Linked DNA regions of Columba livia: region 2 is linked to region 1. The links are chromatin contacts, called in public Hi-C maps. All regions are on one chromosome and are shown on one strand. Each heading gives the region's core, a stretch centred on a gene start, on an enhancer-like site or on the middle of the called end of the contact. The rest is flanking DNA. Distances are from core to core; before and after follow the strand shown.

Evidence for each region. Hi-C and Micro-C count contacts between places; a contact is called where the count stands out from the background.
Region 2: a Hi-C map of liver shows a contact between it and region 1, with 4 times the contacts expected there. The contact joins the promoter of TBX2 here to the enhancer-like site in region 1. A contact is called at or near these places in 2 of 2 Hi-C or Micro-C datasets (crop and liver).

Annotation. Positions count from the first base shown.
Region 1 is chr20:2,128,915-2,133,935 of bColLiv1.pat.W.v2, reverse strand. It overlaps BCAS3 (BCAS3 microtubule associated cell migration factor), which reads right to left. Exons shown (of 26, transcript XM_065036752.1): 15 at 3,816-4,080. Among named protein-coding and RNA genes, the nearest start is that of BCAS3, 77 kb to the right of the region's middle. Within about 2 kb of position 1,500, at least 1 of the 3 cell types and tissues checked has an H3K27ac peak away from gene starts, as active enhancers do.
Region 2 is chr20:2,347,809-2,352,678 of bColLiv1.pat.W.v2, reverse strand. It overlaps TBX2 (T-box transcription factor 2), which reads right to left and starts at 1,422. Exons shown (of 7, transcript XM_065036763.1): 1 at 917-1,422; 2 at 1-209. The coding sequence starts at 1,281.

The DNA.
Region 1 (5,021 bases), core at 251-2,750:
TGAAATAACAATAGAATCCCAAAATATCATTTTATTAAGTCATTTTCAGAGAAAACACTTAAAAATCCAGTAAACGCTTCTCCTAGGATGTGCAGCTGCCACATCAACCCCTAACCCTATAGAAATTTGTTTTCGGTTTGATGTTTCCAAGGCTGAAATCATCCACCTTGACAGGAAAACGTCGGTGGGACGCGCACATCTGTGCTGATCCAGCTCCCCTTGCCTTCCACCGCCCTTCTCCTCCCGACCCATTGGACATGGCGCTCTCTGCCGCTCCGCTTGCTCCGACCACAGCGCTTGCTGCGCTAAATCGCTCAGCCATCTATTTTTACACTTCCCATCTCAAGAACTGCCGTTCCCTTCTATGTCAGTCGCCTTCAATTTTCAATTTATCTGGAATACTCGCAACCTTTTTTCAAATGTAAAGGCAAACATACATTTGCCGCAGTCTCAGATCGACACCACTTACAAAACCCGCTTCTAAAACACTTTATGTAGAGACACGAGCTTCCCTTGTGACAGGATTTATCCGCCTACTTCCCTACTTACCTGAAGGGAATGGAGCTTTTCCTTCCACTTCAGAAACTATCCAAAATACACCACACACTTCTTTCGCTCCACTGATTCTCCAACCATTAGAAAACCAAAAAAGGCAGCTAAAAACACAGCTCATTGACAAGCAGTGAGCTCCTGGCCCGGCTCTGGGTGCAGGGCCAAGAGGCTTCGCACACCCTGTGACCTTCCCAGAGGAAGCAACAGGCTCCAAAAGTCATTAGCAGAAAACACCCGCCAGGTAAATCAATTTCTTTACCTTCCAACTGGCTTCTTAGTGTAAAGAGAAACTCTGCATGAGTGTGTGAAATCAGGAGAATCACTACACAGGCAGCACAGTGGAGGATTTATACGAGCAGCTCGGCGACTGCAATGTAATTCTCCGTTAACAAAAAAAATGGTTTGTTCTTATTAGGGCTGTTTGGTATGAGGCTATATGCACTATAAAATACTCAGATGCACTGCTGTGACAGAAGAGGTGAATAATAATAATAATAATAATAGTAATAACTATCACTCGGAACGGCGCTGTAAGCGGGCGGGCCGGGCGGCATCGCCGGGAGGAGGGCGCCCCCTGCAGGCCCGCCCTCGGCACTGAGGCGGGAAAAACAGCCCACAAGGGATTTTTAGCCAAATTTAAGAGATCTAGGTGACGCTGGAAAATAAATTATTTAAAAGTAGGTTTAAATAAAACTACCCAATTGTCACGCTGTGGAAGATTAAACAAATCGCAACATTAAAACTACCTTAAAAAAAAATGGGCCTATTCCGCATCTTTATCGTTTCTATACTCTCATAAAAAACTATTTTCTGGTGACTGAAGCTACAATTTACAAAGAGAGAAATGAAAGCTTAACGGAGGCTTTTCAAACGACTGTTTTCAAGTGGTGTTTACAGCTCCCGAGCTCAACCCTGCAAAGGAACTGCCTGAAGTTATTATACAGTTAATTTTCTTGGAAACTATTTTTGTCCGCCTGTCTCTAAATAGGTGGTTTCTTAAGTGAGTGTTACTTAAAGGAAACCAATCTGTGTTTCAGGAAGGGCTGGTGATGTCAGGCCTTTCAACTCTGCTTTCCCATAAGAATTCTTCTAATAAAAGGAGTTTCACTCTGAGAAATAGTGAAAAGTAACATGAAAATATTTAAAGCATCTGAGACTGCGTGTTTACCAAACTTCCAGTTCCATGCTTAGATTTTTATCATGTTGCAATTGTAACCAATGAAGGAAAAGTGAGAGGAAACCTTTCCGATTTTTAAGATTTAAAAAGATTTTGCAGTGAAAAATGTGCTATACTAAAATATTTAGAACGAGCTAAATACAAGTCTGAATGCAATACATACAGAACAACATGGTTTTTCATAATTCTAAATTGATGTATTCCATTTCAGCACGGGTATTAAATATGAAACAACCACTGTGTATTATGAGTGGTCTATTGGCAAAACTACACCATCCACATAAATACTTCAATCCCCAACTAAACGACAAGACAAATTCAGAGAATATCATATTATTGAATGGATTTAGTAGGTGCGGGTGTGTAGCTATAGGTACAACGTGTGCTTAACTTACTATGTTATTGTGTGTTCTGAAACTGGAAATTCCTGCAGTCAACAACAGGAAAAACCTCCGAGTAGAGCTGGAGACACCTTAACTTATTGGTGGGGTAAGAAGTAATGATAATAACATACTGTAAATTTTAATTTGCAGACTAAAAATTAGAAATACAGGGTTCTCAATCTGCCAAGCAAAGCATTACAATTTTTATGGCTAAACGCTCCTTGCTGTTCACATATCGGTGTCCAAAAGACAACGGGGATACATTCACATCATCACGGCCATAGTTCTAACTCCTCATCCATTAATGCACACAGTGCACCTGTGAGACAGGTAGGTGCCATAAACCCCATTTTATACAAATAAAAAGGTCACATAAGGCCATATTTTACCCTGATGTTCAGCCCCACAAGCAACTCGTATCAGAAAAGTCCTATAATAGTAAAATCCCATAAAAGGCTCCCAACCTCCCTCAGATGTTACTGACAACGCGCTCTGGCAATACAACGGAATGACAAAAATACAACCTCGCTGGATTAACAGGCAGAAAAAGCCAAACAAAAGTCTGTGACAGCTATAAAAGGTGCAAAGGAAATCTCTCTTTATCATCCTCTATTTAACAGTTTACTTCACCCTGCTAAAAAGAACAGAGCCAAACTCTGATTCATCTGGAAATGAACTCATCCCCAGCGCCAGCACAGCCCCGCTTTGTGTGGGCAAACAGTTCGAGGGTCCTCCCAACAGAATGTAAATAGATGGCCTTGCTACTATATACACAGCAAACAGTTTCATTTTGAAACCAGGAGTTAAAAAACAAGTGAGAAAAATATTACAAAGCCTGAACTCTGAAAATATTTACAAGAACAAAAGCTAATCACAAGTTAACATCGATAGGTTACAATTGCTAATCAAAAGGGAAGATAAAAAGCAAGCGCTTTGCTCACAGAAGTCCGGACTTTTGGCCTAAGGTTGTAGTAATGCTATTGTACCGCAAAGGAAATATTGGCAGAAGGATTAACAGCAGTTTCTCTAACTTAGGGTTCATCAAAACTTTTCTACATTGCAAAGGACATAAAAGGAAAATGATGATAACACAACTCCACACAAAAAATCCTCCAGAAATAAAACCAGTTCACCACAATCTGCTCTCAATCTGTCACCTACTCAACAACTTGTCCCAGGGCAATGGTGCTGGTCGGGACACGATCTCTGCGTTTATTTCCATTATAATCAGCTGCAGTTAAAGGGATGATTAAGGAAAGTCACAGTTACTCTTCTTGGAGAAAACTACAAACTTCAACTAATTCTACATACTGGGAACACAGAGTTTATTATTCTTGCTACGTGGTGGAAAGCTGATCGACAAAATCAGCTGAATAAAAATTACTGAGGGTCACGGAGTGAGTTAAAAGTAAAGCAAAGAAGCAAACCTGAGATCCTAGAGCAAATGAAACTGTTGGTTTTTCTTCAGGGGGGAAAAAAAGCATCAGATCTATTCAAAACTTCAAATGTACCTTAGAGTACTGAAAAGGCAAAAGAGACTACGAACATCTTTCGGTCAGCATCTCCAAAGGGATTTAGGAAACAAATTTCAAGTCAAGCAGCTACACAGCAGGCACAGAAACATCTTAGAGGACAGAGGCATCCACGACTCGAGGGAGAAGGTTTATTGACAATGTGGAAAATGAGAAAGAAAAGGGACTTACCATGCAGCGGGGAGCCGGACGGGCTGCTCGACAGGCCCGGGACGGGGCTGCAGCGTCCTCCTTGCTTGGACGTCAGCTCTTGCTCGATCTCCTCCAGCCCCGCGCTCTTCTGGAAGCGGCTCATGCGGTTGACCACGCGGGGGGACATGTGCGTGCGCACGCAGGGCTGCCCGCCGTACGGGTTGATGGGGAAGACGTGGGACGTGCCGCGCAGCGTGCTCACCACCACCCAGCGGCAGTCGTGGCTGAACGAGATGTCCTGCACCTGCGGAAGGGAGCGGAGTCAGCGGCGTGCGCATCTCGCAAAGCAAAACGCTCTATCGCGTTTCAAACTAACGCCAGGCTTACCTGGGGATGGGAATAAACCCCCCCGAGTTTAGGCAATAACTTGAATTATTGTGTATATACCAATTAACTTAATATCCAGTACATATTATAAGACACAGTATAATTCAGTTCCAAATTTTGCGCACTTTTCAAAATATCCTGAGATTTTTCTTCTTAACAGGCCTACATTTCTGAAAACAGAGCACACTGCAAAGTCCCACAGAAAGCCACAAGAGCTCGGTGTAATTTTCAAACAGAGTTTAGTTCTAAGAAGAGTTGGGAAATCATTTCAATTGCATGGGGTTTTTTTCAATTACATGTTTTGTTATTTGCTTGTTTAGTTTAATTTCTAGAGATTACCCAAAAAGGGGGAAAGGGAGGGACGAGAACAAGAGAGATCCCACCACTGCGCCTGATTTTGACAAACACTGGCATTCAAAACTGTATTTTAAGGCAGCAGAACTACCATGTCCCTCATATCACATAACAAACCAAAAATCAATGGCCAGTATTTTTGAGAGCTCCCCGTGATGGTCTCTCATCCCGCTACTATCAGCTTATCCCTCAGGGCCATTTCCATCCATCCAGGTAGTGTTGGATCTCCGCTCTTTCTTGGCTTTATCATTTTGTCAAGAGGAAACTGAACAACTTTGGCCATTTCTCTATAAACCCATTCAATTTGACACATAACAATCTTTATTAACCAGCTATTAAAGCCCCAGGGAAGACCCCAGCTGGATTTCTTCTTAGGCACACGAGTACTCATCCACCAGCTGAGAAACACACGTCTGACTTTAGCTTGAAATGCTCAGCCTCGAAGCAAATGTAAAAATCCAGTTAAATATTTTCTGCTATAGCAGCTCCTTGCATAGATCTCCG
Region 2 (4,870 bases), core at 173-2,672, 220 kb before region 1:
TGGCCATCCACTGTTCCCCCGTGGCCGGGCTGTCGGGGTGGATGTACATGCGCTTGGGCATCTCCGGGTCGGCCTTCCCGGCGACCATCCAGCGGGAGTTGTGGAACTTGTACCGGCAATCGTCGGCCGCCACTATATCCATCAGCAAAATGTACTTGGCCTTCTTGTCCAGGCCGCTCACACGCACCTTGAACGGGGGAAACATCCTCCTGCGGAGAGACCCAGAGCGGTACAGGGCTGCTCCCGCCTGCCCGCAGCCGACCCCCGACGGCCGCGGCCCCGCCGAGCCGCCCCGCACCGCCCGGCCTCGGCGGCTGCTCCGAAACCACCATTTTTTAGTTTAGCTTCACTGAGGATTTCCAGCCTTTCTAACGTCCCGTTGCTTCTCACCCCACTCTGCTGCCCTCACCCAGGGCAGAAAGTTGGGAAAATGCTAAAAAATCCCATTCTGGGAAATAGTGAACGAAAACGCATCCTGGATTTCAGCCCATTTCCCTGTCCTGCGACGAATCTCTCACCCAGCACCCCGCCAGCCCCGGCGCTGCCCTCCCCCGGGGACGAGGACACGGGCAGGGACGGGGACGACCCCGGTCGCGGGGAAAGTTTGGCAAGAGGAAAGGAAGCGGCGGGCAGCGGCGTAAACAAATACAACGGGGGATTACGGGCGCTCAATTAGCGCGCACAAATTTAATTTGGGATCGCACTCGGAAAACTAATAATTGGGGCGTATGGGGAAAGCCAGGAGTGTAAATATCTCCGAACAAAAAAATGCAGGGATCGAAATTCCCCGCGTGAATTAATCGAGGCGGATTTGGGGAGCACCGGGGGAAGCGGGACGAAACGGAGGGGCGAGGGCGCTGCGCGGCCGCGCAGGTGCGGGGCGGGCTCCGCGGGGCTGCGCGGGGCCGGCTCTTACCTCCCGGACTTGGTGATCACCATCTCGGTACCCAGCTTGTGAAACTGGTCCCAAAGCTCTTTGGCTTCCAGCGTTACTTTAGGGTCGTCTTCGACCTCCTCCTCGGGCTCCAGGCTCTTGAGTGAGCGCAGATGGGCGGCTTGGTGGTGATGTCCCAGGGCCGAGACGTGCAGCCCGGCCTCGGCCGCCCCGGCCAGGCCGGGGTCCGGCATGGGCTTTGCCAGCGCCGCCGGAGGCAGAGCCAGAGCGGGGAAAAAGGAAGGCTGGGCGGCTGCGAGGAAAGCGGACATGGGGAAGTCGGCCGGCCGGGGTGCGTGGAAGGGGTGGTAAGCCATGGCAGTCCCTGGGAAGGCTGGATCTCTCATCGGTGCATCCACAAATCCAGGAGAAAAAGAGGGATTCCCTTTACAAAAATGTGTGTGTGCGGGTTTAATTTCTTTTTCTCTCTCTTGCCCAGCGAACTCGGTCGAGTCTCTGGAAGAGGAAGGAAAATCAACAACACACACACAAAAAGCGCGCACACACACACAAAAAAGCCAAAAAACAGCGGAACTAGATCTGGAAAAAAAATAAAAAGAAGATGAAAAAAAAGAGAGGCAGTTCCCGGCTCCTGGGACTCCCGGTCTGCGGAGGGGAGACAGTAGGTCCTTATTTTTTGTTGTTGTTCTTGCAGCGAGGGAGAGCGAGCGAGGGAGAGAGCCCTCCCGGTAAAGTCCTTCCCAACACTAAAATAGAAACAAAAGCCGGCGCGGGGCTGCGCGGAGCGGCGCGGGGCGCGGCGGGGCAGGGGCGGCCGCGCTGCCCTCACACCCCCGCGGGCCCTGGCTGCGCCTCGGCGGGGCCGGCCCGGCTGCGCGCTCCGCGGACGGCGCTGGGGCGAGGGTTGCTCATGGCTAAAGGAGCCGGAGTGGAAACGGTTAGATCTTGTCCTGATCTCTGTAAAACTGTGACTATCTCACATGTCCTTCCTGCTCTGATCCGCCCGCTAATGAGCCAAGCCCCCTTGATTGCTGATTTTACGCGTTTCAGACCAATTGTGGATCTGCATAGGCGTGGTTTTGACAGCTCCGGCCAAGCTCCGGGGCGCGGGGCGGGGGGGTCGCGGAGGGAGGGAGGAAGGGAAGAAGGGAAAAAAAAAAAAGGAGAAGAAAAAAAAAAAAAGGAGAAGGTGTCGGAAGCATCGGCAGTAAGAAAACATGTCAACAGAATAAAATATTAACCAATGACAGAGAAAAGTGCTCGAAATCCCACCCCCGGCTCCTTTCCGCATACCGGGTCAGCCCTGGCTGCGCCGCGGCCGGGGAGCGGCCGCCGCCGGTGCGGGGACAGCGCGGAGCCACCTTGGCGGAGCGGGGAGCGGCGCCCGGGTCCGCCCGGCCTCGGGGGCGGGGGGGCGGCGGCAAAGGGCCCCCACCGGTCTGTGCGGGGGCGGCGGGCCGGGGAGGGGGGAGCGGCCGGGAGTGCTCGGCGGCTGCCGTCTTACGACAGATCCTGGAGAGCGGATCGAGGTGGGGCGCGCCCCGCCCGCCGCTCCGCGCACAGCCGCGCACCGCCGCGCAATGCTGCGCAGCGCCGACGGGGCGGCCTTCGGGAGCCCGGCGGAGAGCGGCGGCCGGCGGCGAGGCCCCGAGTGGCGACCTCCAGCGCGGGTGAGTCGCTCCCTGCCGTCGCCCCCCGCCCTGCCGGCAGCCGCACCGACGGGTGGGATGGGGGGGTCCGCCCGCAGCCCCGTGCCCACGGCAGAGGCACAGACCCCGCCGTCGGTGCGCGGCCGAACGCCGGCGCGGCTGTGCCCAGGCGGAGGGGCTGTTTACCGGGCAGAGGGAGGCAGATAAGGCGGAGAGAGACACTCCGGGGCTGTTTGCAGAGGGATTAGGCCCGGTCCCGCCGCGCCGGGGCTCGGGGGGGCGGCGGGCGCGGTGGGTGTCCCCGCGGAGAGGTCGGTTTGGAGATCTGCGCTGATTAACTGAGGGCCGCGGTGGCTGAAGAGGGCCCTGGCGCCAGGCGGCTGAGCCCTCACAATAAAGACCCGTCTCTTGTCACTTCATATTTACCCCCAAATCTTCAAAAAGCGCCCTGCCATCCTTCCAAGGCTCCTGCCCCCGCCGCCTGCGCTGCGGTCCGGCGGGACGAGGGAGTGGGGGCCGGCCCCCTCCTCTGCCCCCCGACCCGCTCTCCCCCTCGGCCCTACTGCTCCGCGAATGCGCGGCGAGGCGCGGCCGCAGCAGCTCCGAGCCTTCGGGGCCGCGTTTCGCTGCCCCTCGTGCAGGGTGGGACGCGGGGAACCCTGGCTGCCCCCTCCCCATCCCGGTTCATCCTGTCGATAGCGATCCTCGCTCGCTGCCTCCCTGCTCCACGCAGAGTCCAAACCCAAGCCCGGGTTATTCTCGGGGGCGGTCACAACCTGCCCGTGTCCCGCGGCAGGTTCACCTCTGCCTGCAGTGCCCGCTCCCGCCACCGCGCCCGACGGGGCGGGCACAACGCGGCCCCTCGGGGCTGCCCCAGCCGGGACCGGCCGCGGTGCGGGGTCGGGGCGGGGGGGGGGGTGTCCCGCTGACCATTGAACGGAGAACAGGGACTGAAATTTAGACCCGATTTGGACTTTGCTTCCTCGCCGCCGCGGAAAACTGCTGACGGCAGCTTTGGCAAAAAGGGGGCTTGCTTGTATTTTTTTTTTAATTCCCCCTCACAAAGTAAAACCGGAGCCTCTCATTGCTCCGGATGGCATCACCCCATGCCGGAGGCGACTGTGTCGCAGACACTTTGTCCACAGCTCCATGGGGCCGGCCCATCGGGGCCTGGAGGCAGCGGGGTCGACTGCAGCAAGGAAAAGTCTCCTAGCCCCCAGCCCAGGGGGCCCAGGACCTCTGGTCGCACCCCCCACATCGGTAAACGTCGCAAACGCACTCGCCTGCAGAATAAAACCGACCCAGAGCAGCCTCGTCTCCCCGACCCTCTGTAGCATTGATCACCGATGGGATTGCCGGGGGTGGGGGAATAACGGGGAGCCAGGCACTGACTCGCTGGGGCAGATCCAGCCGCAGCTCCAGGATCCTGCGCCCATGCACGGCTGGGCCACCCATGCCCGCGGCCGGGCGAAATCCGGCATCGCACCGTCCTCCCCGTCTAGGAGAGATGAGCTTTGCCCCCCACCCCGAGGCCAGCCTTGCCCCGGGGGTTGGAGACAAGGGGTGTCCCTTTCCCTTCCCGCCCCAGGTCGCTGCAGCACTCGGGGCCACCGTTGTCCGGCTCCCGGGAGCCGCCCTGGCCGCCTGCGGGCCCGGGGCTGTGCTGGCGAGCGGTCCCCGGGCTGGGACGGGGGCGACCGGGCTGCCCCGGGGATCCGTTGTGGGCCAGCCCGGAGGAACCGGGCCGGCCCCGCTACCCCCGCGCTCCACCCGCTCCGCAGCGCAGCCCCGCTCGCTCTTCCCCTTTCATCTCTGCCCATCTCCACTCATCATCCCTTTTCTATTTTTAGCCGGTAGACTTAGGCCTTGGCGCCAGGCCGTTTAAGACCTGTCAAAGTCCTTCATATTTCCCTCATGTCACATGGACCTTTCGCTCCCTTCCCCGCGCCATGCGAAGGCCGTAATTTGGATCTGTGAGCTGGTGAGCAAATGCAATTTGCTCTTCTCCACCGCTGTGTTGTCTCCGTGACCCCAGCCAGCAGGACGGCTGGTGTCCTGTCCGGGGCACTTACACAAATTGCGGGTGATTGATGAAAAATAACAATTCTCACAAGCAGCCGGGCCTCTGCCTTCCCCTCCTCCCGGCTGCACCGGGCTGTGGCGGCCCCGCGCCCCGGGGAGCGCTCCCCCCCGACGGGGCTGCGCCGGGCGCACCGGCCGCGGGCTCTCCGGCTCCAGGCAAAAGGGATTTTCCTGCGTTGAAGGCGATCCATCGACCGCCCCCATTCCCGGACCTGATGCCACGGCAAGGGACTCCTCCGGTTCC